3 separate regions of the Mus musculus genome follow, and regions 2 and 3 are each linked to region 1. A link is a contact called in public HiChIP or PLAC-seq and promoter capture Hi-C data. All regions are on one chromosome and are shown on one strand. Each heading gives the region's core, a stretch centred on a gene start, on an enhancer-like site or on the middle of the called end of the contact. The rest is flanking DNA. Distances are from core to core; before and after follow the strand shown. Region 1 holds the start of Zmynd8 (zinc finger, MYND-type containing 8). Region 2 holds the start of Stau1 (staufen double-stranded RNA binding protein 1). Region 3 holds the start of Ddx27 (DEAD box helicase 27).

Region 1 (3,684 bases), core at 798-3,297:
CAAATGCAAAGCCAACATGTACAGGGGTGTGTGGCCCAGACTTTCAGGGAGGTGAAGGCTGTATCTAGTGGTCAGTGGGTTCTAAGCCAAACCTAGTTTGGGAGTGGCTAGGCTTCTGTTCTAGATGTAAACACCATAAAACTTACATATGAAAACACAAGGCGCACATGCAGGCACATGCCCTGTGTGTGTGTGGGGGGGGGGGGCTCTGGAACCCTGGAAGGACAAAACAGCTTTGCTCACATTTCACATTTCACAAGCAGATCACCTACCCAGAGTTCAGAAGAGCCAAGCACAATCCAAGGTCTAGCTGCGAGTCACAAGGAACCCAGTAATTCCTGCCCCCAGCGGAGAGTAAGCAGGAAGTGAGAGCTGCAGCCCTAACTGCAGATTAGCAGGAACAACAGTGGATTCCAGCCATCACCTAAACTCAAAGACACTCTCTGGAAGCCACCCTCTCCCCACCCCCATTACCACAGACCCCAGAGGTTCACCAAACTCTTGATCCACGTTCGCAGAGGAGGCAGGTTTACTTACCCAACACACGTTCAAGCAACCGTCTCACTTTTCCCCAGTTAGGAGGAGAGGACAGGCTGGCAGATTTGGGACTTGATCAAAAAGGAAATTTTTTTTTTTTTTTGGTAAACAGTTACATGGTATTATTAAAAACACACACCACCACCACCACCACCACCACTACAACAACCACAACAACACAACCCAGCAACTGGATATGGGATGCTGTCATGAGCCTCAGGTATGTATGAGCCATGTCCCCTGCACTGTATCACAGAAGACAGAAGATGATAGAATGTTTGAAAAGGGGGGAGGGAGACAAGGATAAAAGAGACATTAGCCCATGGAAAAATCATGCAAGAAGTATAAAACTAAAGGAGTCAGAGTCTTCACAGATCTCTTTTTTTCCCCCCTTCAGGATGTTATTCAAAATCTCTCCCCATCCCCACTCCCACCCCACCCACCCCCAACCCCCCAGGCACCAAGCCTACTCCAAAAACTCCCTCAGAGGCTAGGAAACACTTTCAGAACCATTTGCTGGCTGTAGGCTGACTTGAAGAACATTCTGTACCAAGCTAAGTCGGGGGGAGGAAAAAAAAACCCTGAACAATGTTGCTGCGAGTGCGAAGCTCTGGAGAGGAAGAGATGACAGTCCACACGCCACCACCCACCTAGGCCCAGGAACCAGCCTGGGTCCCTGAGTACTGTTCTTGTTCAGGCCTGACTTCTGGTGCAAACACGCATCCTCTCTTGTCAGAACTTAGCCCAGCCTTTCCCAGAACCGCTCTGGAGAAGCAAGCTGGCTTGCTCTGCTCTCTGCCACAGGCAGTCCTGAACTGTGCTGGGAGAAGACCTTCTGGCTTCTGGCTTACCTTCCATTTTCTTCCCCCAGCAGGCATGTGACACACAGCGGCCGACAGTGCAGGGGGAGGACTGTTCAGAGAGAGAGGGAGAGGGGGGAGAGGAAGGGAGGGAAAAATAAAATAAAAGAAGGGGGGATAATAGCTTCTCTTTTGGCATACCAGGATCTAGCTTCAAACTAGTCCAGAAATTCTTTGTCCTGGTCAAAATAAAGGTATTCCAAGCCCTCACCAGTCTGTAAAATCAAGCTATGGCTAATGGCTACTTAGCCATGTGACCCAAAAAGGAAAAAAAAAATCTCTCTAAACAGTCCCAAGTTACCCTAAGTGCTCTGGGGGGGGAAGTGTGGCAGAGCCAGGCTACAGAGAAATCACACTGCTAGTCCACGACTCGATGACTCGGAGGGAGGGGGGAAAAGATGGTTAAAAAGCCGAGCTTACCTCTGTGGATGCATTGTTAACTGTGTAATGTCAATACTTATAAAACATGGAGGACAGGCTCCTAGTTCTCACAGAAAAAGGGTTTGGCACTTCGGCTGATGATCTGGCCGCCTAATAAAAGCTCATCCCCGATTGGCTGCCCCGGCCAATCGGAGTGTAAAGCCGCCGCCGATTGGCTGAAACACTTCCTGAGCGATTATCTTTGTGAGGCTCGGGTGAGCAAGAGCCATCCTGTGCATAGAAAAAGACAGGCTAAGCTAGGCCTTCTGCAGGAGGGAAAACTTGGGACAGGGGCCTCCACAAGCACTTCTCCCACCCCCTGGCTCGATCCCCCAGGCCAGGCAAACCCGTGCAGCCAGCCTGACCTGCTCCAGCAAAGCCTGAAGCCAGCGCGCCACTGGGAAGGGCCCTTTTGGGGTGGGCTGGCTGACCCATCCACGCCTGCCCCCACACACAAGTCCTTCTCTAAGAAGGCGAGCAGGCCGTTTTATAGAACAAGCCAGCTTGAGTGGGTCTCAAAGGACAAAGTCGAGCTTAGGGGTGGAGAGAGCCCCAGGGAGGCAGAAGCAATAGGGACAAGGCCAGACGCAGGCCTCTGAGGGGGGCGGGGGGGGGGGGCGCGCGCGGGGAGTGAGACAGGCAGCCCGAGGGAGCCCCAACAAATCAGCAAGGGGCACCCAGGTTCCAGGGAGCTGAGAGGTGCAGCTTGCTGTGAGGTGGAGCGATCAAGTTTGCCTAGTCATGGTCAAAGTGGCTCTTGGAAAAAAGGCAGGCCCACAGAGCCATTTGCAAAACTGGGAGACCTCTAACCTCTCACCGCCACCCCTCAGCCGATCCTCAAAGACAAACCAAAAAGGGCTCTGTCAGGATGGCAAGGGAGATACCCTCTCCAGGCTTACCCTAAGAAAAGCCAAATGCGTTGCTAGCAGGCCACATGCCTCCATTTAAGTCTTCCCTCCCTCTGCTCCCTCCCCCCACCGATGAGGCCTGCTAAACCTGTCAGTTAAACAAAAATCTGACTTCCGTCTTAGTCTGTGATGCCTTCAGCTTCCTGCCTGTTAACCCTCTCTGGGACTCTGGGCCTCGCTGGGAAAAACTAGGCCCTGAGATTGTAGAAAAGGGCCTGTGGAAAAATACCAGCTGCAGCTCTCCGGGCAGATGCAGAGAGAGAGAGAGAGGGAGCTAGCTAGCTGCTGTCTCGCTTCTGCTTCCCAAGGAGGCGTGGACCTTGTGAATCCAGGGCATACAGGCAGTGCCTCTCAGTCAGAGAAGCCATTTAAATCCAGAGGGACAGAGAAAGATGTCAAACCGGGCCAGGAAACAAGCCCGTCCATTATAGTCAGGCCTACACACCCACAGGTTGGCCCTTTCTGCCACAATCGCCCCTGTATGTGTGTTCTGGGGGGAAACTGGGCCCTGTTTGGTGGGCAGACAAATCCCCTGGGCTTCGTAAGGCTTCTTGCTTCAATTTATTTCCACAGAGAACTGCTTCTTTTCGTCCCCTAAGGCAGATGGAAGGGCAATTTCACACACACAGCCTCACATTGGCAGTCCCCCTACTCCCCCCATCTCTGGCTCTGCTCCCCAGTAAAATATTAACTAGTTCCTCAGACCTGCTTAGAATTCTCCCCGATGGTGCTGGGTGGGAGACCAGTGCCTGATTCTTTCCTAAAAACTGTCATTTGTAGAAAAGGCACAGAGGAGAATCAAAAACTGTCCAAGGCTCTCTCCTATTCTTAGCTATTTTTTTAAAAACAACAACATCCTTAATTAACAAGATTCTTAAAAAAAAAAAAAAGACGCTAAATAAACACCTTTCTTCAGGGGCCGGCAGTTGATGCAGCCAGACACCAGGAGGTGGACCCAG
Region 2 (3,708 bases), core at 706-3,205, 1.1 Mb after region 1:
GGCAACCTACTGAATCTCACAAGTTGTGCTCTGACTTCCACAACAGCTGCTGCTGATATAATGCTCAAAAATAAAATGGTAGCACGCACGTTTAATCCCAGCACTTGGGAGGCAGAGGCAGGCGGATTTCTGAGTTTGAGGCCAGCCTGGTCTACAGAGTGAGTTCCAGGACAGCCAGGGCTATACAGAGAAACCCTGTCTGGAAAAAACAAAAAATAAAAAAATAAAAAATAAATTAAAAAAAAGTTACTTAATCTTACTAAAGAAAATCAAGGCTGAGTCAGAATAAAGACAGTCTCCTAAAAGTTCACTAGAATGGCCAAGACTTCTTCCTCCACACTCCCCAAATGTATTTTTAGTTTTTGCTTCAACAAGTAGTGATGTAATTTACATTTGGTAAGTACAAATCCCTGAAAGATCAAAATCCCAGTTTAAATCTCTTCCAACACTTCCAATTCTCAAGAATTACCGCTACTCAGCCTGGTCTACAGCACAAGCTTCTTCTTCCAGGAGAGCCAGGACTGTGCCGAGAAACCACGTCTCAAGCAAGCAAGCAAGCAAGCAAGCAAACAGAATTATTACAGCTACAAGCAATTGAAAACAGTGACCTTAAAAAAGGCATACAATACAATGGGCAAAACGCAAAACGGAACAAAATAAAAGCTTCGCCCATAAGTAGGGAGGTGAGGCCAGAGCTTAAGAGAAACTGATAACTAGGGAGGGCCTCAGCTAAAGAAAGTTAAGAGCTACAGATGCGAACCAGGAAACCACGGTTTTCGAATCTTTGCATACTCCACCTCCAGAGCCTGACACACAAGAAGGCTCCAAAAAGGTCTGCTAAACCCAAGAGAAGCTTATGCCAGCAACTTTCTCATAAAAAGGAATGGCAATAAGGTTCTGGATGGTGGCAGGGAGACATGGGACAGGGTGCGGAGCCTAGGGGAGCCGGTGAAGTCCCTACAGCTGGTTTCACAGACATGATGATGGCTTTACATCCATACCCTGTCTGCTACAGTGTCCCCATTAAGCGCCCGCCCCTCTCTGGTGCCAAGCGAGCACAATGCTCAGGCACTGCCAGTGGGCACGCGGGATTCTTCTGCCTCGGAGAAAACCCTAGTGGAAAGGAAGGTCAACTTATGTTCCGTCTGCACCCTAAATTATACCTTCATATCATCTTAATAAATTATGCAAACGGCTTATTGGGACACGACGTGGGTCTGGCACACTGATAAGCACTTTACACGCCCCATTTCACTGCACAACTTCACAGCCTGAAGAGGCAGGGACCGGGTTGGGACAGGATTAATACTATTCCCCCTCCTTCTCCCCCTCATAACAGAGACACAAAGAATACGAAGTGACTGACGAAGGGGGCCGAGCCGGGAATTGGCACCTCATCCCGCGGCTCGGCACTGGCCGCGACACTGTGCATAGCACCGAAACCCGGGGGGCCTCCGGACCGACGCTGCCCCTGCCCGCCCGCGCCCCCCGCGTTAACTCCGGCACAGGGCCCACGAGCGGCGCGGAGGGCCCGCCTCCTCCGGGAAGGCCCCGCAGGCGGAGACGGGCCTGGGCCGCGGCTCGCGCGCCCGCAAGGCCTAGCCCACCCGCCGCCCACCTCCCGCTGACGCCGTGCCTGCGTGGGTCCTTCCGCGACCCGCTCCGACCCGGCCCGGACCGGCCGCCTTACCTGGCTGCTTCCCCAGAGCTCGTCCCGGGGCCGGCGGTCTTGGGCGGCGGCGAGGAGGTGAAGAAGCAAGTGAAGACGGCGAGGAAAAAGGGACCGACCAGAGGAGGGAAGAGGCGGAGTGGCGGAGGCGAAGGCGGGCGCCGCCAGGCCGGGGCTCAGAAGAAGGGGGAGCGCACACAGACGCGACGACAGCCAGCGCAAACGCTGAAGAGCGGCTCGGGGCCCGCAGCCTGGCAGGAAGTGACGGGGGAGGGGCCGCGCCCGCCCCCGGCCCCCGCCCGCCTCCATGCCGGCCCCACCCCCTACACACCGCGGCAGGAACCACAAGTCCCAGCGGGCGCCGCGTCCCGCATGCGCTCTCTAGGCACGCAAGGCCCACAAGGGCCGGGCACGGCTGCGCTGGGTCCGAGGCATGTTGGGAGTTGTAGTTTCCCAGGAGCTCGGTCTCGGCAGGGAATACAGGCCTCGCTTCCTTTCTTTTCTAGGCTTTCTGTTCCCTTCCTACAGTCACCCCTTTTTCCCTACGCTAACTTTTGTTAACCTGCTGCTGCGTGCAAGACCGAAAGCTGAGAATACAGTGAGAATGCACAAGTCCCTGCCCTTATGGAGTTTACTGGGGAAGTCAGAGTAAATGAAGTCTGAGCCGAAAACAGACAAGCACAAGTGCTGTCTGGTTCCTTTCCCGCAGCTCTAAACTGAGTGTGGTTCTGTGGACAAGAGGCTGGTGTGGGCTTGTTTAGTGTAGTCCTGGGGATTGAAGCAAACTTCTACCGCTCAGCTCCATCTTCACTAGTCTTATAGCTTGGGTTTTCTTGCCTTGGTGTTTTGAGTTCAGGCATCCACGGAGTCCAGTGCTGGCGTTGCCTGCCTGGTGTAGGAGTTTCAGGCAGTTGTGAGGTAGATCCTCTTCAAGTGTTCTTAACTGTTAGCCACCTATCTCTCCAGCCCTATAGCAACCCTTTTATGTAGCAACCCTTTTATGTAGCGGGGGAGACAGGTCTTTAGAATTAGATGGGGTCCTTACCGGAGGTTGTGGGAGCTGAGTCGCTGGCATCCTCTGGGCTTTTTTTTTTTTTAAGATTTATTTATTATTATTTGTAAGTACATTGTGAAGAGGGCATCAGATCTCATTATGGATGGTTGTGAGCCACCATGTGGTTGCTGGGAATTGAACTCAGGACCTTTAGAAGAGCAGTCAGTGCTCTTAACCGCTGAGCCATCTCTGTAGCCCCCCTCTGGGCTTATTTTAAGTGGTGCCTGTGGTTGATGCACCTAGGTAAACATCATAGCTAGATACCCAAGACTCCGGGTTCCATCCCTACCCCAAAAGGGGAAAAAAAAAAAAACCTAGCCAGTTGGTGGTGTCTGGAAACACAAACAAACAAACAAATAAATAAATAAAAATAGCATGCCTAACAGCCCAGTCTCCTTGCCAAGGCACTGTGGCTGACTTTGCATGAATTCATGATGACGTCTGCTGTAGCTAAAAAGACCCTCCTCTGACTTGCAGAGACACTGGGGGGCGCCTTTATCTGAATTAAGTCTTCTTAGTTTGCTTTTTGTAAAACCCAGTGACACTGAGTTCCAGAACCAGCCGTTCCTTCCAGTTCCCAGCCAACTCCGCTAAGTAAGCAACACATAGGCAGTTAGGGCAGTGAAGATGCCCACCGGGTAAAATGTGCGTATTTACGCACAAAATAATCAATTTTGGTGGGTTTGGGGTTTTTTTTGTTTGTTTGTTTTTTGTTTTTTGGGTTTTGTTTTGTTTGAAATGGGGTCTTACTATTTAGCTCTGGCTGGCCTCAAATTTGGAGAGATCAGAATACCTCTGCCTCCTGGGTGCTGGAATTAAAGGTGTGTGCCACCACCACACGGCCAGCTTAAATTAATGAACTCTCCCACCCCAGTTTCACTGTGTAGCCCTGGCTCTCCTGGAACTCCCTCTGTATACCACACTGGCTTCAAACTCACAGAGATCCTCCTGCCTCTGCCTCCGGAGTGCTAGGACTAAAGGTGCG
Region 3 (3,966 bases), core at 785-3,284, 1.1 Mb after region 1:
GGGACACATACATGTGTGTATGCTTGTTCAAATGAGTGTGGGTTTGTTTCTTTTGGTCACTGTTTTTTTGCCTGTGCTTTTTTTTTTTTTTTTTTTGGTTTTTGTTTTTTTCGAGACAGGTTTCTCTGTATCGCCCTGGCTGTGCTGGAACTCACTCTGTAGACCAGGCTTGCCTAGAACTCAGAAATCCACCTGCCTCTGCCTCCCAAGTGCTGGGATTAAAGGCGTGTGCAACCAATGCCCAGCTTTTTATTTTTTTAAGATTTATTTATTTTGTGTTACGAGTACACCATTGCTTTCTTCACACACACCAGAAGAGGGCGTCAGATCTCATTACTCATGGTTGTGAGCCACCATATGATTGCTCGGAATTGAACTTAGGACTTTTGAAAGAGCAGTTGGTGCTCTTAACCGCTGAGTCCTTGGTCACTGTTTTATTACTGTGAAGGGACACCATGACAAAGCGTTTAATTAGGCTGTTCTTACAATTTCAGCGCTTTTGTTCATTGTCTTCATGGTGGAGAGCTGTGTGCATGCAGACACAGTTGTAGCTTTAATTTTTTTTTCTCGACCGTATTTTTTGTTTTGTTTTGTTTTCTTTCTTTCTCTTTTTTTTCTCTGGTTTGGTTTTTTGAGACAGGGTTTCTCTGTATAGCCCTGGCTGTCCTGGAACTCACTTTGTAGACCAGGCTGGCTTGAACTCAGAAATCTGCCTGCCTCTGCCTCCCAAGTGCTGGGATTAAAGGCATGTGTCACCATGCCTGGCTTTTTTTTTTTTTTTTTTTTTCTGAGACAGGATTTCTCTATATAGCCCTGGCTGTCCCAGAACTCACTTTGTATACCAGACTGGTCTCAAACTCAGAAATCTGCCTGCCTCTGCCTCCCAAGTACCCGTACTTTTAATGTTTTTTTTTTTTTTTTTTTAAGATTTTATTTATTTATTTATTTATTATATATAAGTACACTGTCGCTGTCTTCAGACACTCCAGAAGAGGGAGTCAGATTTTGTTACGGATGGTTGTGAGCCACCATGTGGTTGCTGGGATTTGAACTCTGGACCTTCGGAAGAACAGTCGGGTGCTCTTACCCACTGAGCCATCTCACCAGCCCATACCCGTACTTTTAATAATGGTTCATAAATGCTTTAACCTCTCTTGTAGTCTACTACTCACCAGAGGCAGTGGAAAAGAAGGGATACAGACCAAAAGGTCCAGAGTTCAAATCCCATCAACCACATGGTGGCTCACAACCATCCGTAACAAGATCTGACTCCCTCTTCTGGTGGGTCTGAAGACAGCTACAGTGTACTTACATATAATAATAAATAAATCTTTAAAAAAAAAAAAAGAAAAGAAAATAGAACTTACAATTCGACCATCCTTAAAATATTATCTATTATTTAAACTTTTATGTGCCTGCATCATGCCTGCATACATGTCTGTGCACCAGATGTTCCCAGTGGCCGCAGAGGTCAGATACGGAGTTACAGACAGCTGTGAGCCACCTTGTGGGTGCTAGGAATCAAACCTGGGTCTTCTGCAGGAGCAACCAGTGCTCTTAGCCACTAAACCAGCCCTCCAGGAATCCAGCCCCCTGTTAATTATTATAATTGTGTATACAGAGGGGCGTGTTCACTTGAAAAGGGTGTGAAGATCAGAGGACAACTCTGGATTCCGAGCTCTTCTTTCCCCTTGTAGGTACCGGGATCGCACTCAGGAGTAGTGTGGCCTTTGCCATGCTGAGCCAGATGGCAGCCCTGACTACCATTTTGTTGTTAAGTTCCCAAATGTACACATACTTCTAATTTTTCCCTCACCTTTACACACTCTCAGACTTCTATTTCTTTCCCAAAACAAAGTAGTTTTCTAATCTAAACAACGCCCCACCCATTTGATTTTATTATTGGAAACCACGCAGGCCCGCGAAGTCTCAAAGTGCCGCCCCCGAGCGGAAGTGACGTGAAGCACATGCGCGCGACGCCGAGCGGGTCGCGGAAAAGGCGGGTCGTGTCGGCGCGCCGCACTCGCTACGTCCGGAAGTGGCTGCTTCTTCAGCATGCTGGCGGAGCTCGGCTTCATCCGGACCATCGGCGAGAATGACGAGGTGCCGGTTGAGCCCGAGTCGGACTCCGGAGACGAGGAGGAGGAGGTAGGAGCCGGCGGGAGAAGGGGCCGTGGGCGGGAGCGGCCGGGAACCAGCTGCGGGCCCCAGGCCCTCCTCAGCGTGCTCAGGTGTCCCCATGCAGGCCGTGTCACCAAGCTGTGCGGAGTCGAACTTCGCAGGCGAAGTCAGTCTTGCTTCCTGCCCAGTCGGGGACACATGCTCCCACCTATCCATCAAGCCTCCCAAGGGGGTTCTAGTGATGCTAGGCGGTGGGGATGTAGCCCTGAGAAAGTGGCTCCAGGGTGAGTGGCGAGAGAAAAAGACCCAAACCCAAACTCTCAGTGCCTCACACCGGCGTCAGCCAGCCTCACACGACACTAAGGATGGCCCAGGCCCTCTGCAGTCCGATTCCGAGAAAGCTGATGTCTAAGGCTCCAGTCTTTAAGGATGTTGCTGGGAGGTCGTTTGGAGCTCTGCTGGTCAGTTTAGGCGTCTGTCCAAGGCTTCTATCCCTCTGTCCATCCACACTCCGGTCTTTGCAAGTCCCACCCGCACACCTGCAAACCTGTGCCCCTCACATACTTCAGTTTCCAGCTTGGTGGTCTCCTTACCAAGTAGCTGAGTGGTCTCAGTGGTCTGAGTGGTTCCAGCCATGCAGCTAAGTTTTTGTGGCTTTCAGAGTCAGGCCAGGCTCTGTTGTCTTTTCTGCCATTTGACCCTCAGCAGCCTTCCTTGTCCTGGCAACACCGACATACCATTCCATTTCATGTCTTAGAAACTTGTGTTCTTTTTCTGCTCAGAGCCTTTCACATCTCTACCCAGCCCACTCCCCCAGGCTTTCTCTCTATAGCCCTGGCTGTCCTGGACCTACCTCGGTAGACTTCGAACTCAGATCTGCCTGCCTCTGCCTCCTGAGTGCTGGGATTAAAGGTGTGCCCAGCTTCTCTTCACACTTCTGCTCTCTGCCTGGAAGGCTTCCCTCAGTAGTTCTCCACCTGTGGCTCCAGACCCTGGGGACCCTAGGATCTCATTTCAGATATTTACATTATGATTTATAACAGTAATGAATTATGGTTATGAAGTCTCAACGGAAATAACTTTATGGTTTGGGGTCACCACCATCTGGGTTGGGAAGGTTGTGAACCATGTGTCTAGATGTCTCAGTCTGCTCTGGCTTTTTTTCTCTCCACAACAGGAGGGTTTCATTCTGGAACCCTCCTGCTGCCTCCGCTTCCCTCCGGGCTACCACTGTACAGGACAACAGTTTTCTGATGTCTGCCATTGGCATGAGGCATTTTAAATCGATCCAGGTTTGGGAGCAAGTACCTTGGTGTCCAGGATGGAGGATGACTTTGTCTCTCCTGGCATGTACTGGGTGGTGGCCGGGAGAGACTTAGCTCATGTATTACCTGCTCTGTAAGGCAGAACTAGAGCAGTGCCTCACTCCGTAAGAAGCTTGTTGGTATCCAATTCTGTATCAGTTTTGTGTTTCCTTTTGAAACTGGATCTTGGATACATTTGAGCTTCTGACGGTCCTGTTGCTGTTTGCATTGTTTATGCACATTCATATGTGTGCCTGTGTACATGTTCTTGTGCGCGTACTTGTTCACATGCACGTGTGTGGGGCCAGAGAACAACTTTGTGGGCTGTTACTCCAGTTGTCCACCTTGCTTAGAGACGGGATCTTACATAGGTATGGAATTCACTGGCTAGACTATACTGGCCATTATTACACTCCCCATCCCCCATGTCTCACCCCCATGTGTGTGTCTACACTCTTGCAAGTGTAGTATATGTGTGTAGGTACAAGCATGTGTTAGCAGGCCAGAGGTTAATGTATATCAAGTGTCTGTCATTTCTTGG

Evidence for each region. Promoter capture Hi-C pulls out the DNA fragments that hold promoters and counts their contacts. HiChIP or PLAC-seq counts read pairs in DNA pulled down with a chosen protein or histone mark.
Region 2: a promoter capture Hi-C map of liver shows a contact between it and region 1, with 4 times the contacts expected there. The contact joins the promoter of Stau1 here to the promoter of Zmynd8 in region 1. A contact is called at or near these places in 6 of 39 promoter capture datasets (cranial neural crest, hippocampal neurons, liver and 2 more), 2 of 115 datasets of contacts at active chromatin or transcription factors (microglia and pancreatic cancer cells) and 2 of 9 other capture datasets (adipose tissue and liver).
Region 3: an H3K27ac HiChIP or PLAC-seq map of thymic regulatory T cells shows a contact between it and region 1, with 8 times the contacts expected there. The contact joins the promoter of Ddx27 here to the promoter of Zmynd8 in region 1. A contact is called at or near these places in 3 of 39 promoter capture datasets (hippocampal neurons, liver and pre-B cells), 1 of 115 datasets of contacts at active chromatin or transcription factors (thymic regulatory T cells) and 1 of 9 other capture datasets (adipose tissue).

The regions. Positions count from the first base shown.
Region 1 is chr2:165,882,791-165,886,474 of GRCm38.p6, forward strand. Zmynd8 (zinc finger, MYND-type containing 8) reads right to left here and starts at 2,048. Exons shown (of 23, transcript NM_001363020.1): 1 at 1,818-2,048. The coding sequence starts at 1,831. It overlaps 1810021M19Rik (a long non-coding RNA gene), which reads left to right and starts at 2,939. Exons shown (of 3, transcript XR_866948.2): 1 at 2,939-3,684.
Region 2 is chr2:166,994,344-166,998,051 of GRCm38.p6, forward strand. Stau1 (staufen double-stranded RNA binding protein 1) reads right to left here and starts at 1,956. Exons shown (of 12, transcript NM_001109906.2): 1 at 1,691-1,956.
Region 3 is chr2:167,013,279-167,017,244 of GRCm38.p6, forward strand. It overlaps Ddx27 (DEAD box helicase 27), which reads left to right and starts at 2,035. Exons shown (of 21, transcript NM_153065.3): 1 at 2,035-2,148. The coding sequence starts at 2,056.